Linked DNA regions of Mus musculus: region 2 is linked to region 1. The links are chromatin contacts, called in public HiChIP or PLAC-seq maps. All regions are on one chromosome and are shown on one strand. The core of a region is the stretch at or near the end of the contact, and the rest is flanking DNA. Distances in the headings are between cores, read along the strand shown. Region 1 has its middle 16 kb from the start of Gm36140. Region 2 overlaps Gm20005 (a long non-coding RNA gene).

Region 1 (6,864 bases), core at 2,142-4,641:
AGGAGTTCATGAAGTCTGGGGGCTTGCAGAAAGTCCTGGAGGTGGGGTAGGGCTGTGGTGGCTGAGTAAATCCGGAAGAGGAACTGAGGAAAGAGAGATGCTTGAGAAAGGGGTCAGGGGGAGGGTCAACCCTGCAACACAGACAGAGTCAGGAGATGGAAACATGCAGAGGGAGGGAGGGAGGGAGGGAGGGAGGGAGGGGGGAGGGATAGAGGAAAGGGTAGGAACCATGGGAGGGAAGGAGGGACAGAAAGAAGGAGGAGGAGAATGGGAGGGAAGGAAGAAGGGAGGGACAGGGGTGGGAGAGACAGACAGACTGCTTCCTTCAGAAACGGATCTGGCCTCTTTAAGACTACAGACCACAGTGGCCACTGGAAGGAAAGGGGAACCTAGGTGCCAGGTTCCTCTCTTCACAGAAGCCTCTGTCTCTCCCTGGCACAGCAATAGGTGTGTGTCTCCTTAAAAACGCTTGAACCACACAGGACGGGTGAGCTCTCTACCACTGACCCTCAGAGACCAGGCCTTCTTTATCTGGACCTGGTCAGTGGGGCAGCAGGGACGGTCTAAGAGAGACCAAGCAACAGGGCACACCGTTCATTTGTGGGCCACGGAAAACAGCACCCGTAATTTACTCCCGACTCCTGGGCCGCCCTGCTGAAAACAGTCCCCAGGTCTTCTGTGTCCTTGATGGCCTTGTCTGTTAACTCCCCTTTACCCTTCCTGACACTGAATTTCCCAAAAGCCCTTCCTAACTTGCAGGGAGCGTTGCGTCTCCTGCAAAGAATTCTGGGATTGGGAAGAGTGGCCAGGTGGCCAGGAGTACTAGACAGGGTGATGCTTGCTCCTTTCCTGGTAAGCTCCGGAGGGTGCGGGTGGAGCTTCTCCTCCTCTCTTCAAAGCTAGATGTAAGGCCACTGGGTTGCTCCTTCCTGCTGTGGAGATGGAGGCACGCTGCAAGGGGAGGTATCCTGTGGCCCCCTCCCCACTCCAGAAGCTGCCTGCCTGTCGGCAGGAATGGTGGATGGACAGGCGTACTCTGTCTATTCATTTTGCTTTCTACATGGCCAGATGCATTTGGAGTCATTGATTTAAAAGCTGGGTTGGAATTCTGTTGGGGGAAGCCCAAGCCTCTTGAATACGGGAAGGAAATGAGGAATTCCTTCCCAGCTGTTCTCTGCATGGAAATTACCTGCCCCGGGGAAGAAGGCTTAGAAGGCTGGCTTGACAGGAGTGGGTTGTCCCTGAGTACTTGTGTCCTGGACTGCAAGCAATAGGACACTAGAGCTTTGGGGAAGTGAAGAAAGCCCTCTGCCCTCTGTAGCCCTGCTCAGAGCTCCTGGGCAAGCTTACAGACCACTGAGATATCCTCACTATTGTCCCTGGTCCTCTCAAGGGGGTGACCCATCCAGGGTACACCTTGAGTTTCTGCCATTTGGGAATATTATGGCCTGGCTCCTGAGACCATCTTACCTGCTCTGGTCCCCCAGGTATGGAGGTAGATGACTCCACTCTCGGTACAGCCCTCAGGTACAGTAGCTCTCCCTACTACACCCCTGCTCAGAGTTCAGAGAGCAGTGTGTGTGTGAGAGCACAAGCACACATGCACACACATATTAATTTGCACTCAGAAGGAGACGCGCATAGGGTGTAGGCTTCTGAGAATTGACCTTCACAGTGCTCTTTAGAATCCAGAAGGTAGGTGGCTGGCTGACTGTGAGACCTCCCCAACACTTCTCATGCAGACACCTTGTAAAAGCAGATGTGACACTAGATGTGAGAGTTTGCGCAGTGTTCATGCAACACATTCACAAAGCACTGAGCTCTTGAGTCAGCCGGAGGGCTTTGCGAAATTGAGCCACCCTTCATCTTCCTCTCCCAGGGATGCTAAGAAAACGAGTGCATGCGAGGGGAAAAATACTACTGCTTCCTTATCGGTTGCTGGGTACGGCCCCATGGCCCCTTCTCCCTCCGTGGTAGCCAGATCCACTGGGCACAGAGATGGACTGGAAGGAGGAAAGTTTAGCTAGATACACAGTAGTAGTATCTAGTGTAGTGCGGAATCTCAGTCTCTGGCAATGAACACGCCCAGGAACAGCTTAAGTGAACTGGTTCATTTATCGGGAGGGAGAACATGGTATTTATGCCCCTGGGGAGGTGGCCAGGGTCTCTGGAGCAAGGTTATGTGGCTGTGTACCACTGGCCAGGGAATAGGTGTTAGAAGATGCTTCATCTACATACTCAGGAGCTCTAGGGTCTTGGGAGGGGATGGGTGGGGGATGGGAGGGAGGGGGAACCTTGTACGGCCAAACAAGAAGTGAGGCCTGATAACCGTCAGCGTAATACATTCTTACTAGGGTTGATGGTGGGGGAGCCGGCCTTATGGTGCCAGATTAGGAGTAGGGAGGTAGCCAAGTCCTGCCACCCTCATGTTTGAGATACCCAGGGTTGAAGTTCCCTCGATGTGTCCTTCATAAACCTAGGCCACTATGGTCCCGCAGCTAGATGATGACTGAGGTTCTTCTGACAAAAGGCAGATTGACACAGGAAAGCAAACAAGGTGAGCCGTAAAGGACGTGGAAACCCTTAGAAATGAGGACCCGAGGAAACAGAGAAACTTGTGTCTTGGTACTTAGATTTGATGAAGAGTAGACTGTTATATGGAGGGACTCAGCAAGAGCTGTTTACATTCTCTGTATTCCTGTGCCTTCAGGGTGGGGGTAACCCCTTCCTCTCCAGATATTGAGCATCTCTCCCGTGAAAATCTTATGACCGACTTTAGACAAAAGCCAGCGGATTCCTAGATGGTTTGTCTGATCCAGAGAAAAGAAGAAATGTCACAGGCTGCGTCCTGGGTCCTCTCACTGGCTTGCATGGTGCAGATGACCTACCTCAAAATGGCTTGGTAATGACTGCTCTACCAGCCCTTTACAGGCACAATGACCCTGACAGACAGATGTGTCCGTCTGTCTAACATGTGTGTGGCCAAGAATGTAGCCTGGAAAAGCTCAAGAGAGAAGATAGCATTTGAACGGAGCCTTGAAGAAAAAACAAACAGGATTTTTCCAGTCAGAAAAGGGAGGTAATAAAAGCACTCAAAGATGAAACTAAGAACACAGGGATAGCCGGGCGTGGTGGCGCACACCTTTAATCCCAGCACTCCGGAGGCAGAGGCAGGCGGATTTCTGAGTTCGAGGCCAGCCTGGTCTACAAAGTAAGTTCCAGGACAGCCAGGGCTATACAGAGAAACCCTGTCTTGAAAAACCAAAACCAAAACCAAAACCAAAAAAAAAAAAAAAAAAAAAAAAAAACCACAGGGATAGTTTGTCAAGCAGGGGTGGGGTGGCCTTCCTCCATCCCTCAGTGACTCTTCTTGAGTGTGCAATCATCTCTGATGGCACATAACAGGAGGGGTCTGGGAACACACTCAGTCCTGGTGTCTTTTAAAGACAAGCGAGCCAAGCCTGAGGAAGGTGGATGACAGACATTTCTAGACATAAATGGCGGACTGATAAAGGTTGCACAGAGCCCTGTTAGGAAAGCAGATTTCAGCCTCGCAGGCATCTTGCGTAATCCCCACAGGGTTGCGTTGGAAAACTTAAGACCACCATTGAAACAACTGACTGAGGACTGTGCCCTGCGGGCTGGGACATCGCTGTAACAAATGCCTGTGGATAACAAGCAGACAAAGCAGAAAGGTTTATTTGGGCCGCAGTTCTGGAACTTTGGGTTCCAGCCCATGGTTGGGTTGGCCCTGTCACGTGACCAGGCAGCTCATTGCAGCCTTGGCAACAGTGGAGCAAAGCCTCGGGCCTCACATCCAGGAGGCAAAAGAAAGAGACACACCCTCAATGATCTAAGCCCCTCCCCCACGTGCCCCTTTCTAAAGATTCCACCCCTCCGCACAGTGCCATCCTGAGATCAAGCCCTCAACACATGGGCTTTTTGTAGGGGGTGGCGTGGGGGCTTCTAGGCTATAATCAAGACTCCAAGGGCTTCGGGGAGCATGTCTTTTGGGAAAATTTACGCTGATCCAATAGGTGGCAAGGAGAAGATACTGCTGGTAGCTACAGAAATTCATCTCTTGAAGTTTTATGCTTCAGCACCTGTGATTAAAGAAATAAGTCTAAGTCGGGGGGGTGGGGAGGTAGAAAAACATCTGTGCCTACAACTAATTAAAAATACTTGTGATCAGCGAACACCCTCCTCTCCTGCATTCAGGTAACAGCTAATTAATGTTAGCAGGCAGCCTGGAAACCCGCCCCTCTGGGAAACATGTTGAGCATGGATTAGCTGTACCTGTGACGGCGCCTGATATTTGAGATCATTCCAAAGGATTTTGTTTGTTTGTTTGTTTGTTGTCTGTCTGTTTGTTTGCTGGCTTCAGCCCTAATTTTGAGAGTAGAAGCAGAGTCCACACCTCCACCCATTGATTGGGATTTCAGAGGTGTCTATTGGCACAGCTAATGCTATCACTCCGGATGCACGTTCCCTCTTGCCAATGGGACCAGGAGCTTCCTAGCAAACAGGAGCTAACACCAGAGTGCTCTGAAGTGGCTTCCCTGGATTCACATTGTTAGCATATCCCCTAGCCGGTGGCTCCTTCCATTGACGGTATTCAGGGGTGCCGGTTTCTCTGGTAGTTACAGGATTCTTCTGTTGACAATATCCAGTGGCTTTTAGGGGGGGGGGGGGGAAGTAAGTCTGCCAAGGAAATCCTCCATCTTTGATAATTTCTTGGAGGGTTTCAAGACCCAAAGGAAACAGCCAAAGTATAAAGAAAAGGCCAGTTCACCACTTCAGGGGAATTCCAGAATTTGCCACAGGGCTCACCTATGAGGCGATTGGATGAAGGTGTCGAGCAGGCGATGTCCCAGCGAGCTCCCAAACAGAGGGCCCTGTCTCAGACTCACCCTGAGATCACCAACATGAGATCACAACTCTCTTGGGAGCATCTCTACAGAGCACTTAGCAGTCCTTCTGACACCTTAGCCCTCTGCCCTGCTTGTCACTGAGGATGCCCAGTGAAGGGCTCCCCCATTGCAGGTCCCTGCAGACCTTGAGTGCAGGCTCCTCAGGAGATTCATTTTCATATACTCTTGTCCCCAGACAAGAGAGCTGCCTGGACTTTAGACAGCAGGTGATAGGCACTCCCTTCATTTTTTAATTATCCCATGTACTTTGTCAAAGAAATGCAGACCAGCCATGACGTGGTGTTTGTGGTTTTTGTGCTGTGATTCACTGACTCCTTCCACCACATTCTCAAATCCTCATTTCTGTCCCTGAGGTCTAGTTTAGACTTGCTCTTCTCTCTGTCACATGCAAGTTGATTCAGCAACATTCCTGGTCTCTGCCAGGGGTCCGTCTGGACCAGACCATACCTACCTAGCCTTTGAGTAGCATCCCCAGGGATAATCCTCCTGCAAGATGCTCCAAAACTCCCAGCTTTGTTCACCTGTCTCTGCCCTAAATGCTTCTCCGGCTCCCCGACCCCCACACCCAGCATGCTATCTTTCTGTTCCTAAGAAGTGGTTGTTGTTTTTAAAATTGTAAGGAGGAAATATAAAGAAAGAAACAAAGCACACACACACACACACACCATCTTCACATTTTTTACGGGCCATGTGGGCATTTCCATCCTGTTCTGGTTGTCTCCCTCCACAGCTTGCCAGCCCATAATCCTGCCCACCTAAGGGCTCTCCAGTGCATTTTAAGGTCTCTTCATCTTCCGGGACAACTAGCATAAGGGTTAGCATATTACAACCCAATTACTTTTCAATCAAGAACAACCGCGACCAGATCAGGGGTTATTAGTAATTTGCATAATTTGGGCAAAGGAATGAGAGGCTGTACGGAGAGACTGCAGAGTTTTGGTGTAATTTAAACATAACCAATAAATAAAGGGGTAAAACAGATAACAGGACATATATGGAGATACAGCAAAGCAAGAGAAACTTGCAGCTTCCTGTAACTCAAGAGTTCTGCTCTGCCCAGGCCTGGAAACCTGGACTAAATGATTTCCCACAATCCCTCTGGCCTCTGATGACGTAACACAGTTTGAGGACCATGGAGATGCTTATTGAGTGAGTGCTCCCACAGCAGGGAGGGTTGTCAGGACTGTCTTGGAAGGACCCAGTCTCGGTCAAATGGGAAAGGCTGGTGAACTTGGACACACCATTCTCATCTTCCTAGGGAGCTGCAGATTGCATGGCAGACTCTTGCCCTGATGTGTTCTAAACAAACTCCACACTGGTGTGCGTCCTGGGCTAACACTTGCCCGGAATATGCGGCTGAGTCCTGCAATTGCTTTCCTCCCAAGTCGAGTACACTGCTTGATCGCTGTAAGCTTTCCTGAATCTGAATTTATTTTCTACATGGAAAGAGCCAGGCTATGTAGACATGCAGCCCCTTAGCGGGACTTGCACAAAATCAATGTGAACGGAGACCAAGAGGTCTTCCGCTGGGGGATCAGGAGCTACACCGGGGTGACAGAATTTACCAGATTTTACTTCGGAGAAGATGCAGTGGGTTTCCCAGTGTTGTCCAGGTGTTGGACATCCACAGATTTTTCACCCTGTGGGGCAGGATTGAACCTGCTGTGGTTAGAATGTATTATCCTAAATTCACGTGTTAGAAGCTTAATCTCAAAATTCCTATGTTGATGGTATTTGGGGGTTAAAACTTTAAGTAATTAGAACTAGACGAAGCCACAAGGGTGGGGCCCCTTGATGGGATCAATGGCTTTAGGAAGAGGACTGGAGCGGGCATGTTTGCCATGTCTCACCAAGTTACGTCTTCCTTCATAGGGGGGTACAGCAAAATGTTGTCACTCACAAGGAGTGGCCTCTGAGTCTTGGGTTTCCCAAC
Region 2 (6,864 bases), core at 2,891-5,390, 1.0 Mb before region 1:
CCTGAGTCAGAACGTGGGGGAGTCCTCATGTTGTGGGTCTTTCACAATGACATCATGTCTTCAGAATGATACACAAACTCTCACTAGAAAAACCTATATTGCTTTGAGCTGTTAACAACTTAGATGTATTAAGTTAGCGCAAATATACTTATTCTCACATTTATTTTTTCCTTTAACTAATATAAATTGGGCTTTGCAGGGGCCTTGGTGAAGATGCTTTATATGTTGTTGCATTGTTTGACACAGGGTTTCTCCATGTACCCTTGGCTGGCCTGAACTCACTCTGTAGACACGGCTGGACTTGGACACACAGAGATCTACCAGCCTCTGCTTCCTGAGTGAAAGTTTAGAGGTGTGTGCCATCACACCCAGCCTTAGAAAAAAAATTTGAGTGATATGCATGATTCACACTTGTGGCTCATTAAGTGTGTGTGTGTGTGTGTGTGTGTGTGTGTGTGTGTGTGTGTGTATGTTGGTTTGAATGAGAATGGCCCCAACAGATTCATATTTTTGAATACTTGATCCTCAGTCGGTGGAAACATTGGGGAAAGATTAGGAGGTGTGCCCTGGTTACAGGAAGCATGTAACTGGGGCAGGCTCTCAAAGCCCACATCATTCTTAGTTAGATTCTCTCTCCACACACACCCCTCCCAAGGAGCCCTGCCTCCTGCTTCTGGATCTGAATATAAGCTCTTCTGCTGGCCACCATGCTCCCTGCCGTGATGGTCACGGACTCTAACGCTCTGAAACTATAGGCCCTCAACAGACTCTTTCTTTTATAAGTAGCCTTGGTCCTGGTGTCTTAGAACAGTAACTAAGATAAAGTATGTGTGTAGGTATTGTGTGGAGGCCAGAGGTAAGCAGCAGATGTCTTCTGCCATTGTTCCCTGACTCATCTTTTGAGACAAGATCTCTCACAGAGTGTAAAGCTCATTGACGTGGGTGGTCTTCATCTCCAGCAAGCCCCAGGGATCCTGCTGCTTCTACCTGCCCAGTGCTCAGACCGCAGACATGTGCCACTATGCCTAGTTTTTATGTGGGTGCTGGGTATTTGAACTTAAGTCCCCATGCTTGCACAGCAAGCCCTCAACTGAATGAACCACCTTCCTAGCCCTCAAAAACTATGTTTTTTTTTTGGGGGGGGGGGTTGGTTTTTCGAGACAGGGTTTCTCTGTATAGCCCTGGCTGTCCTGGAGCTCACTTTGTAGACCAGGCTGGCCTCGAACTCAGAAATCCGCCTGCCTCTGCCTCCCGAGTGCTGGGATTAAAGGCGTGCGCCACCACGCCCGGCTAAAAACTATGTTTTTATGAGCCAATACTCCTCAAGACTTTATTTATGCAAGCCAGACATGATGGCCGACACAGGCATGAGAGGCAGAGGCGGGCCAAGCTCTTCAGGCCAGCCTGGTCTACATAGTGAGTTCCAGGTCCCAATCATCTATACATGGAGAGACCCTGTCTCAAAACAAAAGAAAAGACAAAAACCAAGAGAAGAACTTTCTGCAGCATCGGAGCCTTTGAGAAACATGTCATGTCACATTTCTGCTCAAGACCCTCCAATGGCTTGGTGCTTTGCTCATGGGCAAATAAAACATCTTACGGTGGGGCCTTTTGGGCCTTCACTGGCCTTAGATGACACTAAGTACCTGGCTAGCCCACCCTCTGGTTGAGGTTTGGTCTGTTGCTATTTATTGTAATGCTAAAGTCTGTACCCACAGGTCTAGTTGCCTAAGAGTGAATGAATTCTCATGGTTACCAGCTTTTGTTGTACAAACTTTGTTTCTTAATTTAATACTATAGGTTAAATAAAAACTTCTGGGCTGGAGAGATGGCTCAGTGGTTAAGAGCACTGACTGCTCTTCCAGAGGTCCTGAGTTCAATTCCCAGCAACCACATGGTGGCTCATAGCCATCTATAATGAGATCCGATGGTCTCTTCTAGTATGCATAAAGAGAGGAACAGTGTACTCAGATACATAAAATAAATAAATGAACCTTAAAAAAAAAAAAGGGCTGGTGAGATGGCTCAGTGGGTTAGAGCACCTGACTGCTCTTCCGAAAGTCCAGAGTTCAAATCCCAGCAACCACATGGTGGCTCACAGCCATCCGTAACAAGATCTGACTCTCTCTTCTGGTGTGTCTGAAGACAGCTACAATGTACTTACATATAATAAATAAATAAATAAATAAATAAATCTTAAAAAAAAAAAAAAAAAAAAAGCCAGTTGGTGGTGGTGCACGCCTTTAATCCCAGCACTTGGGAGGCAGAGGCAGGCGGATTTCTGAGTTCAAGGCCAGCCTGGTCTACAGAGTGAGTTCCAGGACAGCTGTGGCTACACAGAGAAACTGTCTTGAAATCCCCCGCAAAAACAAACAAACAAAGAAACAAAAAAACAAAAGAAAAACACAACTTCTACAGACAAGTATTGGGGGGGAGGGGAACTAGAGGGGGGTGGAATTACCTGGTTGGAGGTTACAGACAAAAAAAAGAGAGAGAGAAAAGAAGGATGAGAGAGACAGAGAGAAAGAGAGACAAAGGAAGACAGAGACAGACAGACAGACAGACAGACAGGAAAAAGCTTCCACAAGAGGAGATGGACCACGAGCACACGGCCAGGAGAAACAGCAAGTATTTCAGGTGCACCGCTGGGGAAGTAGCCAGCAGTTAGAAAAGCAGAACAGGGGTGACAACCGTCCCCCCACCCCTGCCCCAAACCCCAGTAATTGTCAAAGCCAAATAAAATAACCATAGTCTGAGTCTCATTCATTCATAAGCTAGACAAGGGTAAGTTTAAATTGGATCAAGTACACCATCTATCGCTGCTGCAGTTGCCTCTGTCCAGAGCAGACTGAGAAACACAGAAAACATGTCAGTCAGGGCTACTGAGTGTTTCCCTACTGCTAAGACTTCCTCCAGAAAGCAGGCTGTCATTCCCTCACTTGCTCAGGGGCTCTGCTCATGGGGCACCCCCTTATTTAAAGCAGGAGTGCACACAGTGACCTCTCCCCCACCCTTGCGTGTGCACACACACACACACACCCCTCCCCCAGCATTCCACTTTAGTTTCTGCACAGCACTCAATGTAAGCCGTTCCTTCTTTTTCTGTAATATTCACACAAGGGCAGACATCTTTGTCTGCACTGTTTCCCACTCGAGAGCCAGTGCACAAAACAATGTCTGCCACTTAGCAGGCACTTGCTGGACACTCGATGGCTGCGCATCGCAGACAGGGGAGTGATAAATGCAGGGAAAAGAAGCCCCCCAGGTCTGCTGCTAACCTAGGTGGGACCCCTGGACCGCCATATAAGACATCCTTACTGCAATTGGAAGCAACAGTTCTGAGCTATTTGACTTGCTTCCCTCTCCATAGAAACTAACAGAGGTGGCTGTGCCAAGGCCAGGCGGAGGCTGAGGGGGTGGGGGTAGGGGCGGGTGCTCGGTGCCATCTAAAAGCCGTCGACTCTATACGATTTATAAAGGTCATCCAACTCCCTCTTCTTTGTCTTTTTTTTTTAATGACGATGGAAGCAGTGTATATTTCAGAACTCTTAAGTAAAATCAAAAGAAAGCCAGGGCGTACAAATAGCATAAAGGCAATTACCATGGAGCCAGCCTATGAGTCTGCAGGAACAAGAGTCAAGTCAGAGACTGATTACATTTTTATGAGCGAGGCCAAGGTTCTTTTGGCTGCAGCTTTCATCTGTGGCCAGGTCACTCTGGTCCCTGTTATCTCCTTCCCCACTGCACAGGTGCCTAGAACATTCTCTTACGTTCAAGGAGAAACTGGGGCACCAGCTTTCTTGTTACAATCCCTCGTTTTCCGGAGCCCTTGGGCTCACAGCTTAAAACCAAACCCTTAAGAACAGTGAATACCATTCTCCCACCTACTCCAGCTTCTCCATCCCTGCTTCCTGCTCAGCCATCTGTGTTAGGTCCTTGTCCCCACTGGGAACTCTGTGTAATATCCACCCCCCCCACACACACACACACACAAGGACTGTGCTTGGTCTCATTACCAGAGAGATTGGGTAAAAAGACTAAAGCCCCCAGTGGATAACGAGCCTCCTGGGACTGGACTTATCTTGTGAAAGCAGCCTCCAAAGCTTGGCTGTCTCCAGGGTGAAGTACTGTTTGTTCTTTGAGAGACCCCACCCAGACTCAAGAAGCTTTGTCCTATCTCAACTCCACAAGTTGCCGACTATCAGCCACTGGTCTCTGCCGCAAACGGGACCTAGATGTCACTGTCTCTTAAATTTACCTATCCAGAAACGGTGGTAACCATTCCTCCAAGGCGCTTCCTCCTACCTCCCACACCTGCCTGTCCCTGGTCCTCACCCAACCTGTCCCTCCCCTCCTCCCCTTTTGTTCCAGCCAAGGCTTCAGAGCTCAAACTTAACTCCACCCCTCACACACACTCCTTATGGAAACCCTTGAGTGCAGCAGGGCCTCACTCTCCTCTGTAAACTGGGGTTGATCATGGTGGAAGGGTCCACCATTAGCCAAAGAATGATACCCAGGACTCAAACAGTATGTAAATGAAAAGAGTGTTTCATTCTGTAGAAGTGCAGCATGCTGGGATCTCCCATTACCAAGATAGAGAGACCCTGAAGTGAGCTCTAAGGCCCATTTAAAGCACCTTAGGAGAATCCCCCAGTAGGTAGGCTTTGTCTTGCACTATCTCTAAGGACATTCCGTTAATGGGTTGTGGGTGCTGGCTGGAAACTCCTGACCCATTATCCTTGTTTCAGGCCAGGTGGTGGGGCAGTTTCTGACTAGCTGCATGAAGTGGGTTTTTAGACCTAGTCTCCTTAACTGCTTGCTATTTGAAGCCTGTGGTGGATTCAGCCTTGCCTTCTCAATGGAAGGCGTCTATTTATGAGGGCTCTTGAGAGGTTCTGAAAACACAGGCTTGGTACTCAGGCAGTGGACTGAGATGTTATCACTTCACCCAGTCAACAACCCTGGATCTCTCTCTCTCTCTCTCTCTCTCTCTCTCTCTCTCTCTCTCTCTCTGTGGCACCACTCCAAACCATTTGGCAGGGTTCCTGAGGTCCTCTGAGGTTAACATTCCTACCCGTGCATGCACCAGGTGTCCTTGTGACACGAGGGGAAGCAGGTGACACATGCTTGCCCCTGTCTTCAAGGCTGTAAAATTCATGTTCCTCAGGTGCTCCTCGGAATGAAACCAGCAGAGTATACCTCAGCCAAGAAATGGACACACAGAGAGACTGAGCAAGCCCTGAGCCCCTGGGGAAACAAGGCTGAGGCTAAACCAAGTGTTCTCTCCAACCTCTGGGCATAACAATCAATGCCCATTCCTATTGTCGTTGTTTTTTGCTGTGGTTGTTATTGTTGCATCTTGCTTCTGTTTCTTTGTTTGCTTGGGTTTTTGTCACCAGTGACTAAGTCCAAAGAGAAACACTGCTTCTCTGCCTCTTTGGCAGCTTGAGTGTGATGTTCATGAGTCTCTGGCTCCCCTGAGTGGCAAAGAAAATAAATTCACATCTCCGGGACTCTGACTCTCTGCATAAAGATGCTCAATTCCACAATTTATTTACCCTCCTGTGCTCTAGTTCAAACGGAATCAAGTTTACTCTTGCCTCATAAGTGCTTTGACAGGAATTTATTTTGCGGGCCAGGTGACTTTCTCATTTGTGGCTGGCGCCTTCGAAACTGAAGCTCATCCTTCTTGCTTTGGTGTGGTGCTTGGGTGTGGATCAGAGGTACAAGTGGCTTGAAGTAGGGGACAGCGGCTCACTCTTCTGCAGAAACAGTTGGACAAAAAAAAAAAAAAAAAAAAAAAAAAACCACCATGTTGGCATGACAACAAGGATGGGCTAGCCAGCTACAGACACCAGCCCAGACTCCAACCAGCTTCTTCCAGATTACCCCGAGGAGGAACTAATTGGAAACAAAGAAACAAACTAACACAAGCAATCACAAGCTGACAGATATCTTCATTGTATAATTTTTTTTCAGGACAGGTTTAAAGTAAAGGCTTGTCCATATTCATTATATCTTCTCTCCATCATGATTATTTCCCAGGGATTTGCTGCCTATGCAAGAGAGGTTCCTCCCAACCCCTACATGCCTTTAAACACTCAGAGACAATCTTCCTGCGTACAGGCCTTAGAGTACTGGAGTAAGATTTTTTTTGTTTTTTAAAAGCCTAAGTAAATGACAGTGATGTGTACCCAGTATGAAGTGGATGTGCTTAGTGAGTGGATGAGGGAAGACCCTTTAGAGTTGAAAATGATGGAGGTGTTCAGACACCGTCAGAATTAAATTGAGCTCTCTCTAGTCCCCAAGCTGTGGGCTTCAGTGGCATCTCCGTGTAGTTTCCCTCATTATCGTACCATGCTTACCTTTTTCTGGTGCAGGAGAGAGAGTCTGCAGCCTTACTTACTCCATGCCACACAAGCCCTCTCTGCCACTAAGTCACTCATGCCCTGGTCACATTTCCTATGTCTCACCTCAGCAAGCCTGCTATTTTTGTTGTTGATAATTATCTTTGAAACAGCTGCATCCCCTTTTCATGATGGGGGCTCTCGGGAGGAGTTCAGCGAGCATTTGTTAAGGGAAGGCATGAATGAATAAGCTGGGCAGTCAGAGGTAGATGGCTTGCTCATTCATGTACGTCTCTCAGGAATGTTTATGATCCTGGGGTAGCTATCCATCCACGGGGGCACATACATACTGCATTTTAAGACAACGTTGAAAATGAGGCTATAAGGGCTGGAGAGATGGCTCAGAGGTTGATAGCACTGACTGCTCTTCCAGAGGTCCTAAGTTCAATTCCCAGCAACCACAGGATGGCTCACAACCATCTGTAATGAGGTCTGATGCCCTCTTCTGGTGTGCAGG

Evidence for each region. HiChIP or PLAC-seq counts read pairs in DNA pulled down with a chosen protein or histone mark.
Region 2: an H3K27ac HiChIP or PLAC-seq map of embryonic stem cells shows a contact between it and region 1, with 3 times the contacts expected there. The contact joins two enhancer-like sites. A contact is called at or near these places in 1 of 39 promoter capture datasets (the 3T3-L1 cell line) and 4 of 115 datasets of contacts at active chromatin or transcription factors (the SCID.adh cell line, bone marrow-derived macrophages, embryonic stem cells and 1 more).

The regions. Positions count from the first base shown.
Region 1 is chr5:148,646,233-148,653,096 of GRCm38.p6, reverse strand. No RefSeq gene overlaps it. Among named protein-coding and RNA genes, the nearest start is that of Gm36140, 16 kb to the right of the region's middle. Within about 2 kb of position 3,391, at least 16 of the 459 cell types and tissues checked have an H3K27ac peak or open chromatin away from gene starts, as enhancers often do. A contact at or near this core is called in embryonic stem cells, where this site is marked.
Region 2 is chr5:149,646,532-149,653,395 of GRCm38.p6, reverse strand. Gm20005 (a long non-coding RNA gene) reads right to left here. Exons shown (of 2, transcript XR_104961.3): 2 at 5,604-5,762. Among named protein-coding and RNA genes, the nearest start is that of Gm20005, 8.7 kb to the right of the region's middle. Within about 2 kb of position 4,140, at least 48 of the 459 cell types and tissues checked have an H3K27ac peak or open chromatin away from gene starts, as enhancers often do. A contact at or near this core is called in embryonic stem cells, where this site is marked.